3 separate regions of the Mus musculus genome follow, and regions 1 and 3 are each linked to region 2. A link is a contact called in public Hi-C and promoter capture Hi-C data. All regions are on one chromosome and are shown on one strand. The core of a region is the stretch at or near the end of the contact, and the rest is flanking DNA. Distances in the headings are between cores, read along the strand shown.

Region 1 (2,811 bases), core at 276-2,775, 180 kb after region 2:
AGTATCACTATCAACTCATGATGTATTTCACTGCATATACTTTCTATCTGCTGCCAAGTGTTGAGATCAGACATCGCATGGCAGCAAAGAAAGTAATGTAGCACTGAACTAACAGTTATTTTTAGAGCTAGCATAGCACACATTCAAGTACACACACAAAAAAATTTAAAACTTCAAATCATACAGAATGACCTCCAATCAGAACTCAATTAAATTGGAAATCAGTGAGAATGAGATATTTAGGAAAACATCACATATTTAGGAAAACATTACCCATCATAATGCATGACTCTGGTTAAAGAAAAAATCCCTAATGAAGTTAGAGGCTGTTTTAACAGGATGAAAGCAGAAATACAAGAACATGTGTGATGAGCAACTAACACAGTACTTACAAGAAAATTAAAAACATTAAATACTAGGGGTTATTTTGTTTTCCATCTTAAAATTCACCCAAAGGACCTGAAACAAAATAAAAAGTAACAATAATCTTTGATCAGAAATCAATAAAATGAGAAAAACTATATGACATACTAAGAAAATAAGAATAAACCCCAGTGTGGAGGGGGAGGAACATGGAAGTCCCCACACCTAGCTGAGGCTAACAGTGGACGGCTACTAGGGGAGAGACAGTGAGCTCCCTTTAGGGGTGCAGTGCCTGGGTAGGTTGGCCACACTCTGCTAGATGGCCCTACTCCCATGTGCATACAGGCAGGACTAATTAGACTCAATGATTTTTGGTCTTGCTTTTGGTTTTTAAGAGAACATGAATGGAGGACATCCTGGAGAAGTCAGGGATGGGTCAAATATGATAAAACACACTATATATAGTCAAAAGTAATTCCTAGACCCTATAAGTCCTCAAAATAAGTAAAAAATACTCAACATTTTAAAATAAATAAATGTATAAACTCTCTATACAGTAGAATGTTATTTGAAACCAATAAGAAAAACAGCCAACATTGATGATCTTCAAAATGACTCTGCTAAATGAGACAAGACAGATGAGAAACAATACACAGAAGACCGTTGTCTTTAATTAAAATTTGAGTCAGCATAAAAAATAGGTTTCATTATAGCATTCTCGTACATATTAGACCTTTCCCTGGTCCCCTCCACTGCCTTGGCCCATTCCTACTTTCCACATGTTGCTGGACCTCTCCAAATAGTCTCTCTTCCACTCTCCTTCCCACACATGTACATATATGTCACATTCACATACATGTTTAAATATAGAGACTATATTTAAGAATGAACTTGTGATTTTGTCTTTATTTTCCCTGAATACCTCGGTTTGACTTCCCACCTCCGGATCTTTCCCTTTGGTACTTTCTTTCCACACATCTATGCATATACATATAAATCTAGATTCTGCATGAGAAAGAAGCCTGAGATGTTTATCTTCCAAAGTCTAACATGGTTCTTTTCTTCTTCTTTTTTTTTTTAAGATTTATTCATTATTATATCTAAGTACACTGTAGCTGTCTTCAGATGCACCACAAGAGGGCGTCAGATCTCATTAAAGATGGTGTGGTAGCTGGGATTTAAACTCAGGACCTTCGGAAGAGCAGTCAGTGCTCTTAACCGCTGAGCCATCTCTCCAGCCCAACATGCTTCACTTAACATGATACCAAGCTCCATGTGCTCTGTGGCACGTGACATAATTCCATCCATATACCTGCTTCTCTGTATCTGTTCTTCCATGCTGTGGTGGGTAGTGTAGCAATGAACATGGGCATGCAAGCATCTGTGTGATATACTGACTTAGACTCCTGCTGGACTAGACCCAAGAGTGGTGTAGCTAAATAGCTAGATAGATTTGAGTCCAATCCTGGGACGTAGATTGAGGAAGAAGAGAACTAACTCGACATGAGTTGACCTCTGACCTCTACCTGCACATGTGATGGACACACATACAAACACACGCTCATATATGCACACAGGAATAAATATAGTTTAAAAAAATTAGGAGCTGAAGATATAGCTCGTTGGTTAAGAGTCCTTCTTACTCTTCCAGACAACTTAGGTTCAGTCCCCAGCCCCTACATCAGCTCCGGGGATCCAGTGTTCTCTTCGGGCCACCACAGAGCGTGGAGCATACAAGAACACATAAGCAAATGATTTTTAAACTATTTTTCTTCTCTTTCATGTTGTTTCTGAGGAAAATTTTTGTCTGTGTAACCCTGGCTCTCCTGGAACTCACTATGTAGAACAGTCTGGCCTCGAAACTCACAGAGGTCCACCCGGCTTGGCCTCCACAGTTCCAGGAAACTCCACCTCAGCCCAGTCAGAACGACCATCATCAAGAAAACAAATGACAACAAATGTTTCAAAGATATAAGGAAAGAGATGACATTACTCATTCTTGATAAATAAAAAATAAGGCAGCAACTGTGTAAATAAAATGTGAACGCTTCTTGAGAGCTGAAAATGGATCTACCGTCTGAGCCAGCTACATCACTCCTGAGCATAGACCCCAAAGGACTCGAACGTGATGCTTGCTGCTGTTCTCTTTACCATAGCAAGGAACTGGAAGCAGCCTGGATGGATAGCTATTTGAAATGTAGTGTATACACACGTAAGACTGTGTTTGACTGTATGGAAAAAAATGGAAATCAAAGGAAAATGGATGGAAGTAGAAAACATAATCAGAAGGTTATCCAGGCTCAGAAAAACAAATGTCATCTGACCTCTCTCTTACGTGGTGCCTGGCCTCTATCAAATGTGTAACCAGATAGGTAAAAATGGGTAAAGGCCAGGAAACTACAAAGGAGCCAATCAGACTGAGGGTGGGGGCAGGGCGGGGTGGGGCGG
Region 2 (2,903 bases), core at 63-2,562:
GAAGAAGACCAAAGTGTGGATGGATGCTTCAGTATTTCTTAGAAGTGGGAACAAACTACTCACAGGAGGAAATATGGAGATAAAGTGTGGAGCAGAGACTAAAGGAAAGGCCATCCAGAGACTGCTCTGCCTGGGGATCCCTCCCATATACAGTTGCAAACCTAGACACTATTGTGGATGCTGGGAAGTGCTTGCTGACAGGAGCCTGATATGGCTGTCTCCTGAGAGGCTCTTCCTGAGCCTGACAAAATCAGAGGCAGATGCTCCAAGCCAACCATTGAGCTGAGCACAGGGTCCCTGGTGGAGGAGTTGGAGAAGGGACTGAAGGAGCTGAGGGGGTTTGAAGCCCCATGGTGGGGGCAACAGTGTCAACTGGCCAGAAGTCCCAGAGCTCTTGGGGAGTGGACCAACAACTAAAGAGTACACATGGAGGGACCCATGACTCAGGCCTCATAGGTGGCAGAGGATGGCCTTGTTGGACATTAGTGGGAGGAGCGGCTCTTGGGCCTGAGGGGGTTCGATGCCCCAGTGTAGTGGAATGCCAGGGTGGGAAGGCAGGAGTGTGGGTGAGGAAGTACCCTCATAGTGGCAGGGGAACGGGGGCAAGGGTGGGATGGGGGATTTCCGAAGGGGAGACCTGGAAAGGAGAAAGCATTTGAAATGTAAATAAAGAAAATAGCCAATAAAAGAAACAAAAGCTGTATGTGAGTAAACAACACAGCTTCCATCACCCTGATGAAGACCCTACCCTGACCCTCACAGCCCATCCCCTCTTCTTGCTATGCCTATCTTCCCCGACCTTGCCTACTGTCTGATTTTTATGCATCTTTTAACTCAGTTTTACTGTCTTCCTCTTCATTAGCAAGGACTCATGCATGTCCTCTAGTTCTGTCTTTTTCACAGTATACCAGGTCTTCTCAGGCTTCTCTCTCATAAGGACTCATGCCTGGTAAAGGATAGATCCTAAGCCCAGCTCTGTCCAGCTCTGCCCAGCTCTGCCCAGCTCTGCCCAGCTCTGCCCAGCTCTGCCCAGCTCTACACAAGATCTAATCAGTATAAGTATCTTAACATCTTCTTTTCCATGAATTAGATAAAGAGCTATCACTTGAACTTGGCCAGTCAGACAAGAGAGGTGAGGGAGGTGGGGGCTTTGGGGCCGCATGAGCAAGATGTGATCTAAAATAGAGCTGACCAAACTCTTCCTCTTGTCTGGCTTGGCCTTAGAAAGTATCTCCCTTCTCTTGGGGAGAAGTAAAGCAGGGCCTCTGACTTCTTAGTGACACCCCATGACCACCGAATCTGAGAGTCTTGGTTTCCTCTTTTAGAAAAAAGGGAAGTTGACCTAATTTATCTGAAGCTTCCTGCCAGCATTAGAATACCATGTGTGCCTCTAGATATGATGTGGGAGGGCCTAGGAAGTGGAGAAAAGAAAAGCTAATTTTATCTGAAGCCATTGACACTGACAGGGAAGAAATGAGTACTAACCTTGGCTTCACCATGAAGACAGTGTAGTGACCTTCCTTCTCTCACCTATGACAATCCCCTTGAAGCTTATTTGGTGAGCAAAATGTTTCTACTAAAGTTAAGTGAAAACAGCAGTACACATTTAGGAACTGAGAAGATCTTTTTCTCCTTAAAGCAGAAGTTTAGCTCTGCCTCTTTTTGTAACTATTCCAAACACCTCCCAAGAAAAGCTAGAGTTAACAAGATATAGGCTTGTATGGAGGGGAAATTTAAGGAAAAGCGGGGTTACTTTGTCTGAGGCTATGCTGATTTTGGTTTGCTTCAAGATGTTCAAAAGGATTAAGTCGAAGCACCATCTAGTGGTTCTCAACTGTGGTTTGCTCCCAATATGGTCCCATTGGAGACCATATTGATTTTTGGGTGTAATTATTGTGTTGTGATCAGACTACCCTACTTATTCCCAAAGGAAAGAGCAGAACCACCCAATACATTTATCAAAGCCAATTGAGACCATATAAGTATATTAAAGTAACACCAGGAAAGCCAGGCCCAAGGACCAGACTGAGGAAGAGTTAATACATCCTCACCTGGACCACATAAGGAGAACACCTAATGTGTTGTGATGATAGCAGCCTCACCAACCTGTCATCTGACCACCCTGGGTGTGAGTCAAGGGACCAACAAGCAGATAATTTCTGACTGTGCCCGGGGTGTCATGTTGGCTTGTTTCTCAGTGCTGATGTGGTTCATTCTAATTGTCATCAGTTCATCCATTCATCTCTCTTGACCTCTGGCCTCTACTGCCTCCCTGGTCTGTACCTGCACCTTGCTTAGATTGCTCCACTCAGGCATCTGAGGTCTGTCTCTACTACTTGATCCTACAGCAGCCACAGCAGCATCTCCAACAGGCTTTCAATGGTTAGTTACTGGACACTTCCTCTCCCTGAAGAATCTTCTGACATCCCTATTTGTTTTCGTTTGTGCTTGTCAACTAGACTTCTTTGTAATTTCTTAAAGCCTGCTGAAGATTTTTATTCCTTTTAAACACATTCTGTAACCTATATAGGTAGATAATGGATGATAAGTAGCTAGATGATAAAAACAGATAAATACATATAGATGCATAAATATATAGAAAATAGATATATTTTCTGTATGATATATAAAGTATGGTCTGAGAGTCAATATTAGTAGTTAAGATTGGAACAAAATAAATTGGGTTGCCTTAGTCAGTTATCAAGGGAATTGGTACTACCTGGCAAACTGCTACCAATGTTATTTAGTAAAATCTGGTATTGTGGAAAGAAATAAACATGTTCTGGCATGGAGGCATCACAATATAGAAACATACATGAGTGTGCACATATACAGATATATGTGCAGATATGTGCATGTGTGTTCAAAGAGGGAACTATTTCACATCTGTGTAGAGAAGGGAA
Region 3 (3,043 bases), core at 194-2,693, 150 kb before region 2:
GAAGGGTGCTAACTCTCCATTTACCTCCTTACATTCAAAACTAGAGATTCGAGCTCTCTTCCTCAGAGAACACACTCTGTAACAGATTCTGAGGAAGAAAAAGAGGACTGACTTGCTCAAGGTCACACTGCTACTAGAAGCAAAATGGCAGCAGGACTCAGACAGCCTGACTTCCTCCCCTGGAGCCCTCACTGTACTATACACAAACACCTCCCAATCACTGGCCAAATGGACCATGGTTTAAGGCCTAAGACAAACTTGCTCTAACCAGCAAGAAGCTGATTTCACAGTCTGGTTTCAACTCTCAAGCAAAATGTTTTCAGAAGTAATTCAGCTAAACATTAGAAAGAAAACGTTTTACACTCTCAGGCTACTGAAATGTCTACATGTTTGGCCTGAGGAGAAAAATCTGCCCAAGGGAAACAATGAAGTCTCTGATCAAGGCTGGATCCAAGAAGGACAGAGGCAAGTACAGCAGGGAAGACTCCACTCCTGGCCAAGTTCTGAAGAAGGTGCATGTGAGGCCAGCTCCTGCCTGCGGCTGTCTACGCTAACCCCAGGTCTCGGCTACCCTCTGCATTCTGTGCAAATCAGAGCTGGGCTAATAGTCTTCAGTCTGGGAGGCAAGGCAGAATGTATGGATTCTTAATTTATCCACTCTGTCTGAGCACACTAGTCAGTCCTCATGGAGTTCTCTAAGACTTACAAGTAGACATTCTTTAAAGAGGTCCTATAAACTGTTAACTTTCTCCTAATTTAGCTAACATGACTCAAAGATCGATGTTCATTTTGTGAGAACAAGAATGGAATTATCAAGGAAAAGACTAGCCAGATGAGAGCTCTTTTTCACCCTCTTACAAATAGTCTGTGGGATGCTTGTCTGGTTTCTCATTATTTAGGAATCCCAGTCCCAAAATCCAGTGGCACATTTCTGGTTGCATTATAGTAAGTTTCTTCATGTATTTGATTGACTATAGACAGCACAGTCGCACTTAAAAATTAGCTTCAATTAGAAGCTATTAAACAATTGTATGCCAGCATTATAGTCAAAACCCCACTTGTGACTAGTTCCTCTCTTGGCATCCACAATTTCTTTTCCTTCCCCTAAATTCAAGCTGTGAACTGAAGTTCTCTAAGGGTGCCATATCTGTGCTGGAGAGTGTGCAGACAGACTGACAGACGACTGACTGAGTGACTGACTAGAATGTTGTAACTGTGGAGAGAGGGGATGTTGAAGATTAAGAGACAAAATTATCTCGGGCTATCTTTAGCTTTCTTAAGATCCACTCACTCCCAAACCATGTCTTTGACCTCACCATCTTTCTGACTATTAGTAAAACCTTTGGAATGTGCTACTCAGCAGATCTCCACCAGCCCTAAAGCTATGAATGTTAAAAGATAACATCTGGGCTGAGGCGATGACTCATTTGGCACAGCACTTGCCACGCCAGCATAAGGAGCTGAGTTTGGATCGCCAGTCCCAACATAGAAAGCTGAGCAGGGGAATGTACTAGCTACTCAATCTAGCCAATCAGCAAGCTTCAGGCCTAGTGAGAGACTCTGTATTTAAAATGAGGTGGGGAAGCCAGGCATGGAGATGCACACTTTAATCCAAGCATTCTGGAGGCAAAAGCAGACAGATTTCTGTGAGTTTGAGGTTGGACTGGTCTACATACAGAGTTCCAGGCAACCTGGTTACACAGTGAGACCCTGTCTTAGGAAGGAAGGAAGGAAGGAAGGGAGGGAGGGAGGGAGGGAGGGAGGGAGGGAGGGAGGGAGGGAGGGAGGAAGGAAGGAAGGAAAGAAAGAAGATGAGAAAATGGTGGAGTGTGATTAAAGAAGAAATCTGACATCAACGTGTGATCATTACACAGAATGGCACATAATAGAACATACAGACACAGCATGGACACACATACACACATAGATACACACGTAGACACACATACAAACACACAGAGAAACACTCAGACACACAAACACGCACATAAATATATATACACACACACATACACATAAAGACTCATACAAACACACACACACAGAGAGAGAGAGAGAGAGAGAGAGAGAGAGAAACATGACATCTGAGAGAGAGAGAGAGAGAGAGAGAGAGAGAAACATGACATCTGAAAACTATAGAAGAGATTGCCCTGATGTGTTGTACCTCACCAACCTGATCTCCCACCAATGTATTTGATTTATGAGTTTTCTTTTTGTTCTACCACTATGAAAGCTCATACAACCTCTTCCACTTTAGAGCATGCCATTCAAGGTGACCCTAATCTTTGTTCACAGGCCATCATGATCAAATCCATTATTTCCTTGGAGCAAGCACTTCGTGGTGCATCTATAAAGCCCTTCACCAATGCTGGGATCATTTCACTGTCTCCTGTTGCTGCAGCACTTCATCACTGGCTTTTTCTAAAGAGTGGAATTTATTGCCAACTTTCATCACCGTCACAAGAAATCTTCCTATTACAATCTTTGGATCCAGACCAATCAAATTAGATTCACTCATGGTAAGACCAAGTGAGCTGCATCCAAACAGGTTTCCTAGCTAATTGTAATGCACTCAAAGGACAGAAAGTCCCTCTCTTACAGAAGAAAACCTGAACTCTTATCATAGCATATAAGGCCATTAATGTTATCGACCCAGTGTATCTTAACTAATCTATCTATTAAGACAGAATACATATACTATGCTCGAGATCTCTATTTTCAATTGCTGAAACTATGGCCTCTTTCAATACATTTGGTGGTGCACATCTGGAATCCCAGGAGGCTGAGGCAGGAGGATGGCAAGTTCAAGGCCAACCTGGACTAGAGAGTGAGTTCCAGGCCATTCTGGGCAACTTAGTCTCTCTCTCTCTCTCTCTCTCTCTCTCTCTCTCTCTCTCTCTCTCTCTCTCTCTCTCTCTCTCTCTCTCTCCCCTCTCTCTCTCCTTATATATGTATGTGTGTGTATATATGTGAGTGTTATATATGAAATATATATTTATATATAACAAATAGAAAATAGATATTTGTATGTCTATAAAGAAGC

What was found. Hi-C and Micro-C count contacts between places; a contact is called where the count stands out from the background. Capture Hi-C pulls out chosen DNA fragments and counts their contacts.
Region 1: a Hi-C map of group 2 innate lymphoid cells shows a contact between it and region 2, with 2.7 times the contacts expected there. The contact joins two enhancer-like sites. A contact is called at or near these places in 2 of 15 datasets of contacts at CTCF or cohesin (CD8 T cells and the NIH/3T3 cell line), 15 of 484 Hi-C or Micro-C datasets (B cells, the G1E-ER4 cell line, LSK cells and 9 more), 6 of 115 datasets of contacts at active chromatin or transcription factors (acute myeloid leukemia, bone marrow-derived dendritic cells, bone marrow-derived macrophages and 3 more) and 4 of 9 other capture datasets (adipose tissue, bone marrow-derived macrophages, liver and 1 more).
Region 3: a promoter capture Hi-C map of adipose tissue shows a contact between it and region 2. The contact joins two enhancer-like sites. A contact is called at or near these places in 1 of 15 datasets of contacts at CTCF or cohesin (CD8 T cells), 7 of 484 Hi-C or Micro-C datasets (3T3-L1-derived adipocytes, bone marrow-derived macrophages, cardiomyocytes and 3 more), 3 of 115 datasets of contacts at active chromatin or transcription factors (CD8 T cells, cardiomyocytes and fibro-adipogenic progenitors) and 2 of 9 other capture datasets (adipose tissue and liver).

The regions. Positions count from the first base shown.
Region 1 is chr16:44,779,660-44,782,470 of GRCm38.p6, reverse strand. All of the region lies in intron 1 of Cd200r1 (CD200 receptor 1), which reads right to left. Among named protein-coding and RNA genes, the nearest start is that of Cd200r1, 15 kb to the right of the region's middle. Within about 2 kb of position 1,525, at least 10 of the 459 cell types and tissues checked have an H3K27ac peak or open chromatin away from gene starts, as enhancers often do. A contact at or near this core is called in the G1E-ER4 cell line, acute myeloid leukemia and group 2 innate lymphoid cells, where this site is marked.
Region 2 is chr16:44,961,405-44,964,307 of GRCm38.p6, reverse strand. All of the region lies in intron 5 of Cd200r3 (CD200 receptor 3), which reads right to left. Among named protein-coding and RNA genes, the nearest start is that of Cd200r3, 19 kb to the right of the region's middle. Within about 2 kb of position 1,312, at least 110 of the 459 cell types and tissues checked have an H3K27ac peak or open chromatin away from gene starts, as enhancers often do. A contact at or near this core is called in the G1E-ER4 cell line, acute myeloid leukemia, adipose tissue and 2 more, where this site is marked.
Region 3 is chr16:45,109,066-45,112,108 of GRCm38.p6, reverse strand. All of the region lies in intron 3 of Ccdc80 (coiled-coil domain containing 80), which reads right to left. Among named protein-coding and RNA genes, the nearest start is that of Ccdc80, 17 kb to the right of the region's middle. Within about 2 kb of position 1,443, at least 99 of the 459 cell types and tissues checked have an H3K27ac peak or open chromatin away from gene starts, as enhancers often do. A contact at or near this core is called in adipose tissue and bone marrow-derived macrophages, where this site is marked.